Regions from separate parts of the Sus scrofa genome. Here region 1 is linked to region 2. The links are chromatin contacts, called in public Hi-C maps. All regions are on one chromosome and are shown on one strand. The core of a region is the stretch at or near the end of the contact, and the rest is flanking DNA. Distances in the headings are between cores, read along the strand shown.

Region 1 (3,381 bases), core at 822-3,321, 360 kb after region 2:
ATGCACCCGAACCTTGCCTGTCCTCTCAGAGTATCACACATGTGCAGTGATAAGCCTTTTTGAACAACTGTGTATAAGAAAATTCATGGGGTGAATTTAAATGTATAAATACCTGCACAAGACTATATCCTTTTAGTCAATGACACATTAAGGAGATATTAAACAGGGCCCCAAACGACAAAGCGTTATACTGAGAGCTGCCCAGAAACGAGTTACTTGGCAGCACAAGATAGGGATTGGTTGGTGTTAATCACTGAGCCTTTGGGCGGTTCTACCTTCATGCTCTGCGCCCTGCCAGATGGCCCTTCCTCATTTCCCCAATTCAAGTGAAATGCCCCTCTAATCCTGCCTGGAGAAGGGCCTCCTCCTCCGCCGCCGCTGCCTCCTCATCTTTTATTAGTGTCAGTAACTGCAATAAGCCAGGGACTGAGCCTCCTCTGATAGAGTCGACTTCCTGCCCGGTGTTCTGCAGACCATTCCAGCAATGGTTTGGTCTAGATGGGCCTGATTCACAACTTCTGGCTCAATTGCTCCTCTCTCTACCAGCTTCTGCAGTAGAGGCTCCAGCCTTAGTATGTAAGCAGACAGTTTTTCTTCATCCTTCTAAGTGGTCAAATATTTGAACTGCTGCTCCCTAGGATCATCGAGAACCCTAAATACCTGCTCAAGAACCTGCAGGCATTCAGGGACTGTGATTAAAGGACTGTTTATCTTGAGGACACGAATGATATCAGATGCTGGGCCTCTAAGGCTCTCCAGCAATCGCCTTCTTTTTTCAGCATCTGACATTTGTCATGTTTTCATTATTTGAGTGATATGAAACAGCCAGGATACAAATTCTTCTTCTTCTGGTTCTGAAGGGTCACTGCCTGAAAATACTTTCGGCTTTTTGTACTTCAAGTATTACAGGGCAGGCTGCACAGCCTCATCTAATGCCTGTGCCAACATAGCAGCCTGCATTTCTGGGATCATGCCCTGGTCTAGTTCAAAAGGGCCGTTTCCATAGCCAAGGGCTCTGGTAAACTCACCCAAAGTCATGCCCTCTCCCTTTAAGAATTCATGTAATCTGCTTAAAAATTCGTTGTCTGGGTCTGGGGGCTAAAGATCACTCTCCAGCCACGCCCCTTTCCGGGTATCTCCTTAGGGACTAGAGCATGACTTGTCTCCTCAGTAAGCCCTATTAAAGCTACGTGCCTATTCTCATCCCTCCGGAACAGCCTCCTGAGCAGTCAGTCGGTACTCGCCCAAAAGAACTAAACCAGCTTACAGAGCCTCCTGCATTTCTGCCACATTACAGGCCTGGGGGATGCCGGCAATCAACAGTGCTTTCCGAGGGTTCCCATCCATCCCCCTACACCAGTCTTCTAAGAGCCTCAGCGTCATGGTGCCCCTCAAACAACCGATTGAAATTCCAATTTGCCCTGGCCACGGATGCCACCACAGTTCACAGTGTTCCTCCGAGGAACCCCCGTCAAGTCTCTCCTACGTCCGGAGTTCCGACGGGCTGCAAGGACCAAGCAATCGGGTTAGTTGAAAGTGTCAAGGAATGACCCGAGCCCGGAGAAGCCCAGAGGACCCGCGCCAGCGGCCGGCCCTACTGCGGCAGCCAGCCACCTTACCCTCTCTCGGCCTCGGGCGCCCGGCAGCAGACCGCGGGGTCCCGCTTCCCCACTCCATTATCTAGTCGCCAGTGTCTGTGTCCACCGCCGGCGGCCGAGGCGCCAAGACCTGCTGCCGATGCTTCCCGGATGGCCTGGCCCGAGGAGCGGGAGAGTGGCCTCTCCTCCACTCGAAGGGACACCCGAGAGGGATAACCGGGGCTGCGCAGACGAGCGCCGGAGGATGGCTGACCGCTCGTCGCTGCGGCGCTCTCCGCAGCAAGGCACGACGCGGCGATCAGAGCCGCTAGCGAAGCACAGAGGTCGAGGAGCGCTGAAGGGACCAGGCCCAGATGGCAGCCCACCCGAAGGTCGCGTCACCACCGGTGCCTCGGCAACCTCCGCCTGCGTAGCGATCCGAGAGCTGTCAGGTGCGCTCGGGAGGAGGCTGCCCCGCGGCTGCCGAGGGGCCCTGACGTCACCAAGGGAGGCGGGCCTTTGGGGGCGGGGCAGGGCGCTTCCGGCCGGGGCCGGAAGCCCGGACTGTGGCAGCATCCGGGACGGCCGGCGGGCGGGCCAACCCGGACAGGAGGTGAGAGTCGGAATCTGCCCAGCTCCGCAGGCTCGGCCGGTGGCCGCTGCCCGGTCCTGGGCTCCCGGCGCTGCAAGGCGAAGAGGCCCGGGTCTGGCGCCGCCCGCGCAGCCCTGGTCGCGGCCGGCGGGCGCTGCAGCGCGACAGGGGGCGGGGCCGGCCGCAGGGAGGCCGGAGCGGCTGGGAGCCTCCGGGCTGGGCCGGGTGACATCTGCTGGGGCTCCGGCAGCCGCGACAGGGGCCGGACCGCCGCGTGACCGGCTACAGTCACGCTGTGCTTAATCACAATTAGCTTTTGCTCCAGACTGGCGGTGCTCACCATTCTCCCAGCCGGTAACCCCGGGGATTTCTTTTATGGTGGCTTCCTCTGAAATGCCAAAGCCACCCGATTATTCAGAGCTGAGTGACTCTTTAACGCTTCCCGTGGGAACAGGAAGATTTTCGGGACCACTGTAAGGGTTTAAGAGTTACTTTCTTAACTTGGGGGCTCCAACATTGGTTTGACTTGTAGAACCGAGTGACATGAAGCAATACTGGTGAATCAGAAAGTATTTGAACTGTACACGTGAAATGTTGCGTAGAAAACTAGTTTAATTACAGTTTAAGGGAAGGTGTGCTGGACCCATTTAAGCTAGATATGATTTGTTGATCTGTGGGATTCGCATAAAAACACACTCAATATATACTGAAGCTTTACTTCCTCATAACTCACAGAAAACCTGTAAGTTGTTTACATTTCTTTAATAAATGGAAATTTAGTTATTTTAAACCTCACATGTGTTTGGGGGGGTATTTTAGAGCTTATTGGAAATAAAGTACATTTGGAATAGTTGACAAATACCAGCTTTATTAGACCCTAACTATTTTTTTTTTTTTTAAACCGGAAGGCACAGAGCATGGAGAATGATGAACTTCCGTCAGCGGATGGGATGGATTGGAGTGGGATTGTATCTGTTAGCAAGTGCAGCAGCATTTTACTACGTTTTTGAAATCAATGAGACTTACAACAGGCTGGCCTTGGAACACATTCAGCAGCACCCAGAGGAGCCCCTTGAGGGAACCACATGGACACACTCCTTGAAATCTCGGTTACTTTCCCTACCTTTTTGGTTTTGGACAATTATTTTTCTGATACCGTACTTACAGATGTTTTTGTTCCTTTACTCTTGTACAAGAGCTGACCCCAAGACG
Region 2 (3,054 bases), core at 247-2,746:
GATGGGAACTCTGTGTCTTTAAAACCCTCAGCAATTCTCCTGAGAATTCCTGCAATGAGCTCCCCAGTGTGCCCTCTCTCCAACACTTCTCCACATTACAGAGGTATCTAAGATACACATCTACGAAACTCGGCGTCCGGGGCTTTCAGGACTAAATCCAAATCTCTTACAGCAGCTCAGGAGGCCCTGCAAGATGTACCTCTCGGTCCTCCACTATCCACATGAAATCCCTTGCTCCAACCAGGTACCAGGACTCCAGGTGCATAACTGGAGCTCTTTCCCTGCCTTTATCAAGCTGTTCTCCAGACAAAATGCTCTTCTCCTTCATCTCAGTAGCTCTATCCATCCCTCAAACTCCACTCAATCAACCTCTTCTCTACAACACTTGACCTCTTCCCACAAGTCAGGGTTAGATGTTGTCCCTGTCACAGTGGAATGGTTCACTATAGACTGCCTCTCCCCTTTACAAAATAATCCCTGCTCAAAAAGCTTAATAAGGCTCCATACCTGTTTGTTAACTAATGCCGCCTGGAGGGGTAAAGAAACCTGGGCTTTTCCACTCACTACGGACATACCACAAGGTAAATCTCAATCTCAAACCGTGGGCGTTTATTTTCACCTCTCAAAGAAAGCACGTGACACAAAGTTCCTTCTCCCAGCCCCCTGTTTCTGGGAACTCCTGGCACCGCCTGATACATGTAGGTATAAACTCAACTCTAATAGTCAGGAGCTGGGGACCAAATCCAGCTAACTTTCACTTCCACGGTTGATGTGAATCATCCTGTAACTCCCACCGGCTCAAGCCTCTGAGAAGTAGAGCTTTTTCTGACTTCTCAGAAGGTATCTTTGTATATGTGTGGGTATATTTGTTGTGGTTAACCTGAGTCCTTCCCCATAGGCTACTGAGAACCTACTGGAAACAGGTGCAATCCTCTGCATTAAAAGCCCCAACAGCCCAAACTGTTTCTAGATCACGAAAGTTGGAGCCAAGCCCCAGACCCCTCCTGGCATTCCCTGGCTTTGGAACCTTAGCACATGTGCCCTTGTCTCGCGCCTGTTTCTCCCTGTGCTTGCAAAAGTCTGGGCTTCCAGCTAGAGCACGCGCAACTGCTCTAGCTGGAAAAGACCCCTTGCCCCCACCCCCACCCCTCAACAGCCCCACAGGAGGGCAGGCTGAAAAGTCTCAGGGTTTCCCTCGGGATTCGTCATTTGCTGGCTCCCTTTCGCTAGCTGAGAAACGGATTACTTAGGGCTGGTGAAAGTGGAAAATCCCAGCCATGAGGCCAAGAGCCGAGGAAGATGGGCGATCCTGTCCCCGCGCGTGGGGCCCAGACCCAGTCCCCTGCCACAGACCTTGGTTACCTGCCGCAGGACCGTGGGAACGCCTCACGGCGCGCAGCCTCAGACAGGCCACCTCGCGACGCCCGCCCTGCAGTGATTGCGGCGCTGCGCCCTCGCTCTCCACTATGAGGGCCCGCTGCTCCGCGCTGATTGGCGAAGCTTCGGGGCGGGGCGTCTGCGAAAGCCAATGGGAGGAGGGAACGAGGCCGGACAGTGGCAGGGACTACAAGTCCCAGTGTGCACCCGCAGGGCCTTCTGGACCCGGAGGCCGGGGGACCCGAGAGAGGTGGGTACTTGGTGATCCAGGGCGGGGGGTCCTGGTGCGCTTGGGAGCAGGGACGCAGTGGTTCCAGCAGTGTCCGCTGAAGGGTCAAACCCAGTGCGCCGAGTCCTTTAACCTTCTGTTTCCAAACTTGCCCCCTCATTGGAACCACCTAGGAAAGCCTCAGAGACACAGAGGGCTCTGTTTCACCCCAGAATTGCTTTTGAGTTCATTGGTCTGCGTGTGGGCTGAGTTTTGGAATCTCTGAAGATCCCCAGGTGATTCGATGTGCAGATTCGTTTAATCCCAGTAACAACCCTGTAAGAGGTAGCTGATGTTAACGTCACCCCAGCTTTACACATAAGGCAACTGAGGGAAGTTATGTGAGGGAGGAGGTTAATTTTCTGAAGGTCACATACCTCTGAAGTGGCAGAGCCAGGCAGTCTAGTTCCTGAATCCTGTGCTTTTAATCCCTATGCAATGCTACTCCTCACATGTTTGGTATTATCTCACAGGGAGAGAAAAATGAAATACTGTACGTACAAGTGCCATGTCGTGAAGCACAGAAAGGTGAATGGAATGGAATTATTGTGGGGGAATAAGTTCAGTCCTTCCCAAGGACATCAAGAGCAAGGTCTAGGACTACATTCTTGGGGTATCTCATTTGATCTTTCATAATCTTTTATTTACAGTAAACAAGGGTCAGCCTATTACGCTGGGCCTACTGCCTATTTTATGTGTATAGGTCTGTAAGAACACAGCCACACCCTTTGGTTTAGATATTATCTCTGGTTATTTTAGGGGAACAAGGCAGAGATGAGAAGTTATAGAAAATGTAAACCAGCAATGATGGAAAAAATAAAAATCATTATTAAAAAAAAAAAGAAGTTATAGGAAAGACCATATGGCCCACAAAGTTGAAAGGATATATTGTCAGAAAAAGTTTTCCAACCCTAAGTTAAATACTGGGCCCAGGATCGCAGCTCACAAGTGACTATGAGCTTCAAGCTCACGCCTATCCAAACCCAAATTCCCTTCTCATGGCTTCGCTTTCACAGCCTTCCTCAATGGGGAGCATTAGCATCATGCACCAGGTGTAGCTGAGCATGGAGAGAAATAGGATTCTGTTCCTTCTCCTTGAGAATTTACTGTTTCATAAGAGAGGCAGAGTGTAACCTCAACTACACCCTCAGTTCACCTGGAATAAATGGTGACCTTCGGCTGTTAGGCTTTCACAGTTGAAACAGAATAAAAGTGGTGGCCTGGTGCCAGACATGTTTAGGCCAACAGAGGGCCAGGGGTAGCCCCCTCAGTCTCCTTCAGCAACAGCAGGGGCTGAGACGGAGTTCCCGTTGTGGCTCAGTGGATTAAGAACTAGAGTAGTATCCATGAGGAGGCAGGTTCTGTCCCTGGCCTCATTCATTGGGTCGGAGATCCTGTGTTGCTGTGAG

The links. A called contact is a pair of places that touch in the nucleus more often than the background predicts.
Region 1: a Hi-C map of embryonic fibroblasts shows a contact between it and region 2, with 1.7 times the contacts expected there. The contact joins the promoter of MOAP1 here to the promoter of LGMN in region 2. A contact is called at or near these places in 1 of 47 Hi-C or Micro-C datasets (embryonic fibroblasts) and 1 of 2 datasets of contacts at active chromatin or transcription factors (alveolar macrophages).

The regions. Positions count from the first base shown.
Region 1 is chr7:114,571,981-114,575,361 of Sscrofa11.1, forward strand. It overlaps MOAP1 (modulator of apoptosis 1), which reads right to left and starts at 2,072. Exons shown (of 5, transcript XM_021099631.1): 1 at 1,620-2,072; 2 at 1,231-1,504; 3 at 1,103-1,229; 4 at 438-1,100; 5 at 1-435. The coding sequence starts at 1,383. The coding sequence ends at 323. TMEM251 (transmembrane protein 251) reads left to right here and starts at 2,413. Exons shown (of 2, transcript NM_001001629.1): 1 at 2,413-2,642; 2 at 3,078-3,381. The coding sequence starts at 2,563.
Region 2 is chr7:114,208,600-114,211,653 of Sscrofa11.1, forward strand. LGMN (legumain) reads right to left here and starts at 1,497. Exons shown (of 14, transcript XM_005656451.2): 1 at 1,354-1,497.